3 separate regions of the Sus scrofa genome follow, and regions 1 and 3 are each linked to region 2. A link is a contact called in public Hi-C and promoter capture Hi-C data. All regions are on one chromosome and are shown on one strand. The core of a region is the stretch at or near the end of the contact, and the rest is flanking DNA. Distances in the headings are between cores, read along the strand shown.

Region 1 (4,248 bases), core at 748-3,247, 130 kb before region 2:
AGGAGCCAGTTTTGGGAGGCAGGGAAGGTGAGGTCAGTTTAGGGTGTTGTGTACCTTTGAGACAACCAAGTAGAGGTGCTAGTCGTCAGCTGAGTTTTTAAGTCCAAGAGAGTCTAGGCTAGAGATACGGACTGAGGAGTCATCTGTGTATATAGAGCCTAAAGTCCTGGGGAGGGAGAATAGGGCCTGTGGAGCTCCTGGCTCTAGTTCAGCCTATAGAGTGGTTACCCCGAGGTCATGAGCACTGCTGGCACCTGCCCTATCAGAGTGTCCCCCTTTCACTTGTGTCTGCTTCCTGTCATCCCCTGAACACCCAAGTTCTTGATCCCAACTGTGCCTACTACTGCCACTACCAGCTCCCGGATGGGCCTCCTTTAATGGCATCTCAACTTTTCATAAGATTTACTCTCCCATTCTAACGCCAAAGGAGCAAAGCTCCCAAATGTTAGAAAATGTAGGTAATTGGAAGGAAGCATCCAGGTTCTCCTTCCCCATGGGGAGACAGGAAAGGAGGGAGAAGCTTATGGCTGATTCTGAAGATGGCACGCAACAGCAGGTTCTGGATGCAACCTGAGAGCTCCCCTGGGTTACTAATGCTTTCAGTCCTCCTTGCTTCCACCCTAAGAGTAAACTCTCCTCTGGATCAGAGAGATGCTGTAGCCCTGACCAGGGAAAGAGGCTGATTCTCAGGAGAGATGAGGGCAGGGAGACAATGCAGCTAGGGCAGAGAAGCCAAACAGTTTGTGCCAAATTAATTTCCCCAAAGATATTAACCTCCTTTCCTTCCCCTTTCCCTAAGGCCACACTAAGATTGTAAAAGGTGTTCAGAATGTTGAAGTGAAAATAATATGCATGATTTGTTTGCATATAATTTTCATACTAATTTACTATCCAAATGCAAAGGAGTTATTTTCCCTCTCCATTTTCCCCCACACCCTACCCCATGCCCCTGATGTGCTGGTCTGGGCAAAATCCATTGGCTGATATTTAATCAGGTATGTTCAGCTTCAGCCAGGGCTTCCTCTTTTCCTTATTCTTGAGCCTCCTAGTATGGCCAGGATTGGCCTCTTTTGCTTTTCCACCTTGATCATTTTCACTTGCTATCTCTTCTAAAGAACATATTTTTTCTTCCGCTTAAGTTGATACTTACTCTTTATCACCAATCTCCTGTGGGCCAACCAAGGGCGAGGCCTTTGCTACCCCTAAAAACCAGGCCTTCTATCCCCAGTCACCAGAAATAGTTGCTAAAAATCTCATTTCCCAACACCAGGGGGTGTCTATCGATCCCTCTATCAGCCCTACCCTGAAGGTAGAGATTAGTCCCAAGCCTTTTTCTCTCTCCTTTCACACACACACTCTAAAACTCCCTCCCTCCAACTGCAGAGTTTTGGATTCAGAAAGTTGTCTTTGCATTGCAGCTTATCTGTTTGTCTCTCATTCTCTCTGGATTCGCACAAATTTGTCTTTTTCTTGGCCTATTCAGCCTTCGGTCTCTGCAACACCCGCGATCGATCCCCTTTGGTCTGCTCTCTTTCTTTCCATACCTGTCTTCCACAACCTCTCTATAAGGGCTTCCTCGCTCTGAACCTCTCTGTGTATCTACATTTCTTTTCTCTCCCTGTCTCACTATTTCTGTATCAGTCCCTCCTCATCTCTCCAGCAGTCCTCATACTAGGAACAAAGTCACGGTGTTTGCGCAGAACAAGCCTCGCGTCGCCGGGTCCCGGGCCGCGACATTCCACGGTGCCCCTCCGCGCATTCCAACTACAAACAAAGAGTTCCCCTCCCCTCCCCCACTTTTTCCTGTCCCAATTCTTGAGTGGTGTAGTAGCTATTGCCCAAACTGCCCCTCGCCCTTTTTTAGCCGTCAGTCGGCGGATCTCCAGTTCCAGGACAGTTGGCACCAGCACCCGCTCTCCCCTCCTCCGGCGCACCAGATTCCTGCGCCGACACCCCTGTTTCTTTCGCACTCAGCGCCCCGCCCCTCCAGGAAAGTAGATCCGGCCAGGCAGACAAAAGTTTGGGAGAGAAGTTGGGTCCGTGCTGAGTGTGAGAGCGAGGGGGGCGGGGGCCGGGGAGAGTGGGGCTGCCGGGTGAGTCGGCTCGTGAACAGATAGACCTGCGGAAGGCACAGCCACGGCCGTCGGCCCTTCTAGCCTTGCTTAACCCCTGATGCGCGGGGGGACGCAACCCCTGTCGCTGGGGGATGCTGCGGGATTCTTGGCGCGGGGCATCCAGGCCACCCGCTAAATCCCGGTGCCTATCCTGTGCCCCCGGGGAACCCGAGTCCAGCCGCAGGGAGAGAGAAGCGGCCACCGAGACGCTGCAGGGTGCCGGGCGGGGAGGGGGCTGGAGTCCCCAGGCCCGAGGGCATGGAGCGATTAGGGGAGAAAGCCAGTCGCCTGCTAGAGAAGTTAAGACTCTCGGACTCCGGCAGCGCCAAGTTCGGCCGCAGAAAGGGTGAATCTAGCCGGTCTGGGTCTGATGGGACCCCCGGGCCGGGAAAGGGGCGTCAGAGCGGATTAGGGGGACCTAGGAAATCAGGGCCCCGTGGAGCTACTGGGGGACTTGGGGATGAGCCGTTGGAGCCAGCCCGGGAGCAAGGCCCCCTGGATGCTGAGCGGAACCCCCGCGGCTCCTTTGAGGCGCAGCGCTACGAAGCCTCCTTTCCCGGGGTGCCACCTCCCACCCGGGCCTTGCCTCTACCTCAGTCATTGCCCCCTGACTTTCGGCTGGAGACCACGGCCCCAGCCCTAAGCCCCCGCTCCAGTTTTGCCAGTAGCTCAGCCAGCGACGCGAGCAAGCCGTCCAGCCCCCGGGGCAGTCTGCTGCTGGACGGGGCGGGGGCTGGTGGAGCCGGAGGTAGCCGACCCTGCAGCAATCGTACCAGCGGCATCAGCATGGGCTATGACCAGCGCCACGGCAGTCCTCTGCCTGCCGGGCCTTGCCTGTTTGGCCCACCCCTGGCTGGGGTTCCGGCAGGCTATTCCTCCGGAGGGGTGCCGTCCGCCTACCCCGAGCTCCACGCTGCCCTGGACCGACTGTGCGCTCATCGGCCGGCCGGATTCGGCTGCCAGGAAAGCCGCCACTCATATCCCCCGGCCCTGGGCAGCCCGGGAGCTCTTGCCGGAGCTGGAGTAGGAGCGGCTGGGCCCTTGGAGAGACGAGGGGCGCAACCCGGACGACACTCGGTGACTGGCTACGGGGACTGCGCCGCTGGCGCCCGATACCAGGATGAGCTAACAGCGTTGCTGCGCCTGACAGGGGGCACAGGTGGGCGAGAAGCCGGCGCCCGCGGGGAACCCTCGGGAATTGAGCCGTCGGGTCTTGAGGAGCCGCCGGGTGCGTTCGTTCAGGAGGCTGCCCGGACCCGGATACGGGAGCCGGAGTCCAGAGAAGACTACTTTGGTGAGTGAGAGAAGTGGTGAGGGACGGGGAGGGACCCGTCACCGCATTTGGTTCCCCTCTGCCCCGACGGCCAAAACTGCCTGCGCCAGGAGGTCGGAGGCAGAGACTCAGGGCTAGGAAAGAGGCAAGAGAAGAATTCCCTTCCCACTGGGTTTCAGATGGACCACAGGCACCCTATTCCTGCTAAATTCACCCCCTCCCTGTGTGATCTCCAGTTCCTCAAGCTTTAGAGCCTGGGTTTTTCTCGGTAGGAGGCCTCGTAGGGAGGGGACCAAGTGGGGCCGTGAGAGCATCCCCCATCTTGCTACCCCCTCGGCGGTGGTGCCCCTGCAGGCTCCTGCGCGCCGCGCCCCCACCCGGGCCCAGGCTCCGCCCGCAGGAATTCGGGGAATGCGCGGGTGGGGGGCGGGGCGGGCGGGCAGCGTGCGTGCCGGCTCCTGCCCGGGCGCTCCAGGTGCCCGCGGGCGGGGCCGGTCGCGCGGCGCAGGGCGGAGGTGAGGTGCAGGGGGTGGGGGAGCTGCCTCCTAACACGCGCGGAGCTGTGGCTGCCGCGGTCGGGGATATGGAGCCCGAGGAAAGAATGAAAGCCCTGGGACGAAAAGCAGGGACCCTACTGCTGACCGGCCCCGGACCTGCTGGACCTGCTGGCCGGGTGCCTGCGTGGGCATTTAAGAGCTGGTGGCTTCAGATTCTATTTTCCCCATCCTCCGGAAGTCAGGGCAGAAGTCTTGGCCACCCGGACAGCATCACCCGTGGATGGTTGACGAATGTGTAAAATTGCCAGAAATAACCTGGCCTTCGCATCTGGCCATAACCCGCTCAGAATTCAGGCACGAAGTA
Region 2 (3,765 bases), core at 1,120-3,619:
AACACGCTCTTTTCATTTTCTTCTGGCCAAATTCTCTTCCTTAGGCCCACCTCAAGCCCTATCTGTCCCAGAAGTCCTTCACTAACCCCTTTAACTCAATGAGCTCTCTCTTCTTAAAGATGTGCATATCCATCACTTAATATTCACCTATTTGTTTGGAGACATTTATTGTACTATTGATTGTTTTCAGCTTCCTTTCATCATCTTGGGTCCTTCTGGAAAGGGGCAGAGCACTGAAATATTATTACTAAATGTTTTTTTTTTTTTTTTTTTTGTCTTTTTGCCTTTTCTAGGGCCGCTCCTGTGGCATATGGAGGTTCCCAGGCTAGAGGTCTAATCGGAACTGTAGCCGCTGGCCTACGCCAGAGCCACAGCAACGCTGGATCCGAGCCACCTCTGCAACCTACACCACAGCTCACGGCAACGCCGGATCCTTAACCCACTGAGCAAGACCAGGGATTGAACCTGCAACCTCATGGTTCCTAGTCGGATTTGTTAACCACTGTGCCACGACGGGAACTCCTATTGCTTAATTTTTAAAATGTCCATGCTTTGTTTTTCCAGCTGGACTTTAAGTTCCTTGGGATCAGGGACTATATCCCTTCCTTTCACGGTAGTATAGTGTTGGCACATAATAACAATTCCATAAATATCTGCTGACTTGCTGAAAAGATGCAGTATGTGGCCTCAAGTAGTTTATAATAGAGATTAAAATACTTTTACTTTCTACAAAGAAAGAGAGTGAAAACTCTGCCCAAAAGTCTAAAGCCAAGACAAATAAGAGATTATTTATCAGGAAAGGAAACCAGTACTGTGTATATTAGGTGCTTTACGTTGGTTATTTCATTTTATCCTTACAAGAACCATCTGAGATAGGTATTCTTGTTTAACAAATGTAGAAACTGAGATACAAGTAAGTAATTTGTGTAAGACCACAAAGTTAACAAGTAGAGAAGCCTGGATTAAGAATCAGTTTCAGGCTTTCCAATATTCCATACTACTTCAGAGAGATCCTAGGCTTCCTGCAGTAAACACCAGGTAGAGGAATTCTTACTATGGCACAGTGGGATAGGCAGCATCTCTGTGGCACCAGGACACAGGTTCAGTCCCTGGCCCAGGTTAAAGGATCTGTGGTGTGGATCTGATCCCTGGCCTGGGAACTCCATATGCCATGGGGCAGCCAAAAAAAGAGAAAAAAAAAAAAAGTAGGAAAACAATCTTCACCATCCTCCTCTGTCACAAAGTATTTGATTGAGCAGGTTTTATACTCCTACAGAATCCAATACTCAAGTCTCTGTGCTGCTGAAGGGGGCCTGGCCTTTGCCCAGTTCTACTCCTGTCTTTGCTACTACCTAGCTGTGTGCTCCCTAGCAATACTTCTGTAGGCATCAATTTTCCCACCTGTGAACTGGAGTCCCAAGAGAGTGGAGAGAGGCTTCAACTTTTGTAAGGGCTTTCCTTTCTAGGATTCTTTTTTCTTTTTTTTTTTTAACGTAAAGGGAGAAACTTTTCCTAAGGGAGCTCACCATCCTCTGTGCTCGCCCTTTTGCACTTCTCTCTGAGATGCTCATTTAGGCAGCCTTTCAAAGAGCTCTCCTTGAGCTTGGTAACAAATTCTCAACAATGTATTCACCACACAGAAGAGCGGTTCTTGGTAACTTAGAAAAAACCATATTCCTCTTTGACCAGCGTAAAGTCTTGTCACTCCCCCAGGACGTCCCAAATCAGAATTATCTTCTGCTTATCCCCCAAAGCCAAGAAGATCCTGTCTAGTTTTACTTTCCATAGACGGTAGTTTAATTTCCAAAACAAACGACAGGGTTTCTCCCCCCCCGCACCCCGTCCCCACTGCAAAGATAAAGTTCAATACATTTAACGACACCCCAATAAAAGTTAAAGGAAAAAAAAAACTCAATACGTGGTCGGCTCAGACACACCCCCACCGTGACACCTCCCCCAACTCCGTCCAGAGGCGTTTCCTCTGAAGTAGAATTAGCCTGATTAGTGCTCACCCGCGTAAGACCAGTCTGGGAGCTCCGTAAGAGGTCCGTAGCCAGAGGGGTTGGCAGCAAAGCCCTGCCTGGGTGGAGAAAAACAGCCCGGTGAGGACTAAGTTCAGCTTCTGGTCCACCCCAGAGCCCCCCAGACCGGCACTCACTGGAGTCGCCACTGGCTGCCCGCCTGAGCCGCCGTTCCGCAGTGCAGCCTCCGGACACCTGCTGGGAACAGAGGACAGAGTTGGAAGAGCGACTGTGCGGCCAACTCAGGGGTCCCGTCCCATCCCTGCAAGCTCCCGAGCCACCTACCCTATACACACTTACTAGATAGCAATATACCCCAAGCAGCCATGCTGAGGCGCAGAGCCGGAAATGGGCGTGGCCTCGATGGCCACGCGGGACGCTGCGGGGGAAGCCGGAAGTAGCCATCTTGAATCTGGTTTTCAATCACGGGCCCCGCCATCTTGGCTCGCCGTACGGAATAGAGGGATAAAGCTGCCTCCCCGGTTTTTTAGGCGTCGTGTGAATCCTCAGTGGTGGCTACAACTTTGGTGGAAGTCGCGTCCTTCCAGACTGAGCCGTTCTGAACTGTCCTTTGGAAACGCCCTTCGTCGCCCCTGGGGATCTCTAGTCCTTTGAAATTTATTCTCATTTCTCAGTTGAGTGACATTCACGTGACCTCATTCTGTCTTCTAGCATCACTGTAACATTTTCCCCAGCCTAAGACTCAAATCTAGGTTTCAGTTCTCACTTATTTATGAAACAATATTGAAGAGTTTATGTGTGACAAGCACTGTATTCCTTCCGTGCAGGAGAGTCTATGGAGAGCAAAGCAGAAGTCGCTATTAGGATAGAGCTCCTAGTCTAGAGAGAGATGACAATTATCAATTACACACATTGCTGTAGTATTACAGCTGAGATGAGTGCTGGGAAGGGAAGTAGGAGTTGTTTGTGAGTATATGATGAGAACTTGATCCAGAGTAGGCAGTCAAGGTTTTCTTGAGGAAGAGCTAAGATCCCATTTCGTTTTTTTAAGAGCTTCCACCACCATTGTCTAATATAAGCCTGTAAAAACCTTGTGAGGTAGGTAGTAAGTGGCCAACCCAGATCCGTGGCTTCCTCTCTCCTTTTAAACAAAAAAAGAATCACTCACAGACATACTTCATTTTACTGTGCTTTGCAGGTAATGCATTTTGTACAAATTGAAGGTTTGTAGCAGCCTTGCATAGAGCAAGTCTATCCATGCCAGATTTTCCAACAGCTCACTTCCTGTCTCTGTGTTACATTTTGGTAATTCTTGAGTATTTTCAGCTTTGGCATTATAATATTTGTTATGGTGTCTGTGATCAGTGATCTTTGACATTACTGTTGTAATTGTTTTGGCCTTTTTTAGCAATGAAGTATTTTTAAGGTATATCCTTTTTTTTAGACATAATGCTATTGCACCCTTAATAGACTACAGTATAGTGTGAATATAATTTTTACATATACTAGGAAAGTAAAAAATTCGTGGGACACACTTTATCTTGGTATTTGCTTTACCGTGCTGGTCTGGAACAGAACATGAATTATCTCTGAGGTATGCCTGTACTTGCTTTTGGGAAGTCCTTTATCTTTAATTTCTTCATTGAAAAAAAGCTTATTATACCACATTTATGAAAACATTTTAATAATGATAAGGTAAGTGAAAGTGCTTTATAAATGGTGGAACTCCTACAAAAGTGGCCGTTACTGTAGGACTAGACTAGACACTGCTGACTGGGCAAAC
Region 3 (3,962 bases), core at 1,388-3,887, 240 kb after region 2:
TACCTGAGAGGCTATCTCGTGGGCTATAGCTCTCAGTAAGTCCCCAAATAAAACTGAAACTCACAGCTATCACGTTGTGCATTTTTACCACAGTTAACAACCCAGGACAAAGAAAAGGAAAATGAGGTTGTCAGACTAACTTGTCCTGTATTGGATAAATTATAAACAGCAGACAGAAGGTTCAAACCCAGGACTGACTCCAGAGCCTGCACACTTATCCACTATTCTGGACATGACTATTTACATATATTAATATTCTGATTTTAAATGTTGAAATCAACACTAGTATTAGCAATTTTTCCATTGACAGATCAGTCAAAAATGTGTCAATGATTATAGAATCATAAACTGAACACAGAAGACCTCTTCTTGCTCTTTTAAGCAGTCCAGAAAGCTTTAGTTCATTATATTGGTGTTTGACTTTGCAGGTCTCAGAAAAGGATGCATTCAGTAAGTGAATTTGGTGTTTTTCAGTTCTTTTTCTTTCCCCCTTTGGGAGTTCCTGTGAAGATGCTAATGATGCTAGTTGACATGGATCAAAGGCAGACAAAACAGAAGGGAGAGACTACTGGAAGAAGCCTAGCTAACAGAATAGAACCCCCCTGAGGAATGCACTCCTAAATAATTAAAAAGCATCAGCCTAGCCTTTAAAGTGTGAAGTTGAATACCAGTGAGAAAGCTACCCTCCTATTCACTGATGAGGCAGGGAGAAAAGTTCAACTTGTCAGAGAAAATGACACTTGCTTTATGATATAGAAATAGGAACCAGCCTGGTTATCCATTCCTCTTTTTTTCCCCCTCAGCAACATAAGAGGGTTTAGACTGAACTTAAGTTCAGATAACAGTACAAATCTCAATGGGTGTGACTAGGAATATATCTTTTCAGATGGATTGTAAATCTTTCTGAGGACATGGATTATATCTCTTTTTTCTAGAATTAAGCAAGGTTTTGCTCATGACTAAGAGCCAGCACACGATTTGGTTCCAGTTTACTTTTTTTTTTTTTTTAAGGGCCACACTCACGATATATGGAGATTCCTAGGCCAGGGGTTGAATTGGAGCTACAGCTGCTGGCCTACACCACAGCCATAGCAACGCCAGATCCGAGCCACATCTGCAACCTACACCACAGCTCATGGCAACGCCGGATCGTTAACCCACTGAATAAGGCCAGGGATCGAACCTACATCCTCATGGATGCTAGTCAGATTCGTTAACCACTGAGCCACCACGGGAACTCCTGGTTCCAGTGTGAACACAAACAACAAATGAAAACTAAGGAAGGTTTACTTGCTGTTTTAGGAATTTTGCTTGAGTGGCTAGGATAGTTTAAAGTTACTAATAAGTTGAAAAAGTACCTGGTTATATGCTACTTGCAGCTGAAAGTGCGATGAGCTAGGTCTGTTAGATCAGATTCACCTAAAATAAAAGGGCAGCAGGAGTTCTCTTGTGGCACAGTGGGTTAAGGATCTGGCATTGTCACTGCAGTGGCTTGGGTTGCTGCTGTGACCTGGTTTGATCCCTGGCCAGGGTAATTTCCACAAGCCTCTGGCATGGGAAAAAAACAAAACAAAACAAAAAACGCGGCAAAAGCCAGAAACTAAGGTGGACCTTATTTTTCAAAAAGGTTAAAACACTAAATACAAGTAACTAATTCCACTTGTTAAAATACAAAACCTTAAACCTTCATTTTCTTCTGCAAAATAAATCGGAAGGGGTAGAGTTTGAACCAGGCACCAGGCAATGCTCTTTCAGGCCTTTCAGCACTGACATTCTGGGATAGTTCAACAACAGGTTCAAGATGCTAGGTTGGGAGTAGCACGCTGCTAAACTTGATCGTATACTCTATGCAATTTAATCGACTTTCTCACCCCACGCCCACCCCCAGCTCTTTTAAGACTATCAGATTCACCGAAGAATACCTACAATTGACTAACTACAATTCAAAAAATGTGGAGGAGCCCAATAAATGTCTGCTGAATGAATACCTGAGGTTTGATTCTATCGCTCTTATTAATAAGCGTCCCCAAGTCTAGATCCTAAAGCCAGTTCAGGACCGGGTAAAGTCGAGCTCCCCCACTCCGCCCCACACCTCCCACCCCCAATAACCACGTCTAAACTGGTGCCCGCTCAGACACTGATCGGGTGGTTCCAACTTTGGGGCAACCTGACTTGCTCCAATGATCTGGGACGGATCGCAGTTAGCGCCCTTAACAGAATTAGGACCGAACAAGTACTGAACCCGGAGAGCGCCAGACATTGCCCTATAGCAGATCTAAATAGTATATGTTTGAGAACGTGAGTGAACCAAAGAGACTCCAAACCTCGGAGTAGCTTCGCTATTGGCTGTAAAGCCTCTCCCGGTCTTCCTCCCGCACTATCTTGTTGCTAGAGCAACTGTGGGCGTCACCAACCTGACGGCGGAAATGGAACAAAAAGAGTACACGTCTCCAGCACAGGGAAAGATCCGTTGCGCAGGCGCACTAGCTTTCTCTGGCTGTAGTTCTCATTTTGAGGATGTATTCTGCGTCTGCGCATTGGTTGTTTCGCGCCTTGGTCGGTCTATACGCCTGCGCAAATCGGGGAGGACGGAGCTGGGCTGTACCGCTGCGCATGCGCTAAGACTACATCCGGTGTGGTCGTCTGGTACTCTAGGAGCTTGGGGTACGCCGGCCGAAGTACCAAGTTTATAGTCATGTCGGCGTCGGTGTTGTCGGTAATCTCCCGGTTCTTAGAAGAGTACTTGAGCTCCACTCCTCAGCGTCTGAAATTGTTGGATGCATATCTCTTGTATATACTGCTGACCGGGGCGCTGCAATTCGGTTACTGTCTCCTCGTGGGGACCTTCCCCTTCAACTCTTTCCTCTCCGGCTTTATCTCTTGCGTGGGGAGCTTCATTCTAGCGGGTAATGATTCAGTAATAATCTCCATAATAATGTGTTTCTTTGGTGCGCTGCTTTTATTCCCACAGTGCTCGTCTCTTTGTATCAGAACACTGCCTTGTCAAGTTATGAGAGGAGCCTGCATTGCTCTCTCTTTGTGAATGGGGAAATGGAGGGTCAGACAGGTGGCGTGCCTGTTACTGGAGAATCACCAAGGAGCTGGAATTAAATATAGAAACCACTTTCATGCTGCTGTGCAACCTGGTGATCCTCTTCACTTTGTATATATAGTCCAGGGAAAACTTCTTCCCAATTTCCACCTAGCTTTAACACAACTTTGAAGTTGGTAGACTTTTTTTTTTTATTTTTAAACTTACTATAGTTGACTTACAATGTTTTATTAATTTCTGCTGTACAGTAAAGTGATCCAGTTATACATATGTATGTGTATATGTATATATATATATATATATTCTTTTTTACGTTATCCTCCATCGTGTTCCATCACTGATGATTAGATATAGTTCCCTATGCTATACAGCAGAATCTCATTGCTTATCCACTCTAGGGTTAGGTGCTATAGTTTGCATCTACTAACCCCATACTCCCAGCCCATCCCACTCCCTCCCCTTCTCCCTGTTCTCCATGTCCATGGGTTTGTTTCTTTTCTGTAGATAGATTCATTTGTGCCATTATTCCAGATATAAGCGATATATGGTATTTGTCTTTCTTTCCTTTTTTTTTTTTTTTTTTTTTTTTGCTTTTTAGGGCCACACCCACAGCATATGGAATTTCCTAGGCTGAGAGTCGAATTGGAGTTACAGCTGCTGGCCTACACCACAGCAACGCTAGATCCAAGCTGTGTCTGTGACCTACACCACAGCTTGTGGCAACACTGGGTCCTTAATCCACTGAGCAAGGCCAGGGATCAAAGGTGAGTCCTCATGGATGCTAGTTGGATTTGTTAATGTGAGCCATAATGGACACTCCATTTTTTTTTGTTTGTTTTCTCTTTCTGACTTACTTCACTTAGTATGAGAGTCTTTGGTTCCATGCATGTTGCTGCGAATGACATTTAAT

The links. Promoter capture Hi-C pulls out the DNA fragments that hold promoters and counts their contacts. A called contact is a pair of places that touch in the nucleus more often than the background predicts.
Region 1: a Hi-C map of embryonic fibroblasts shows a contact between it and region 2, with 2.0 times the contacts expected there. The contact joins the promoter of AJUBA here to the promoter of MRPL52 in region 2. A contact is called at or near these places in 1 of 5 promoter capture datasets (liver), 4 of 47 Hi-C or Micro-C datasets (embryonic fibroblasts, epiblast stem cells, liver and 1 more) and 1 of 2 datasets of contacts at active chromatin or transcription factors (alveolar macrophages).
Region 3: a promoter capture Hi-C map of liver shows a contact between it and region 2, with 7 times the contacts expected there. The contact joins the promoter of DAD1 here to the promoter of MRPL52 in region 2. A contact is called at or near these places in 3 of 5 promoter capture datasets (fetal liver, fetal skeletal muscle and liver), 7 of 47 Hi-C or Micro-C datasets (embryonic fibroblasts, heart right ventricle, liver and 2 more) and 2 of 2 datasets of contacts at active chromatin or transcription factors (alveolar macrophages and skeletal muscle).

What each region holds. Positions count from the first base shown.
Region 1 is chr7:76,061,012-76,065,259 of Sscrofa11.1, forward strand. AJUBA (LIM domain-containing protein ajuba) reads left to right here and starts at 1,998. Exons shown (of 8, transcript XM_021099246.1): 1 at 1,998-3,408. The coding sequence starts at 2,373. C7H14orf93 reads left to right here. Exons shown (of 7, transcript XM_021099247.1): 7 at 1-866.
Region 2 is chr7:76,189,243-76,193,007 of Sscrofa11.1, forward strand. MRPL52 (mitochondrial ribosomal protein L52) reads right to left here and starts at 2,370. Exons shown (of 5, transcript NM_001185151.1): 1 at 2,322-2,370; 2 at 2,159-2,219; 3 at 2,013-2,080. The coding sequence starts at 2,349.
Region 3 is chr7:76,429,403-76,433,364 of Sscrofa11.1, forward strand. DAD1 (defender against cell death 1) reads left to right here and starts at 2,638. Exons shown (of 3, transcript NM_213944.1): 1 at 2,638-2,906. The coding sequence starts at 2,696. ABHD4 (protein ABHD4) reads right to left here and starts at 2,434. Exons shown (of 7, transcript XM_021099270.1): 1 at 2,325-2,434.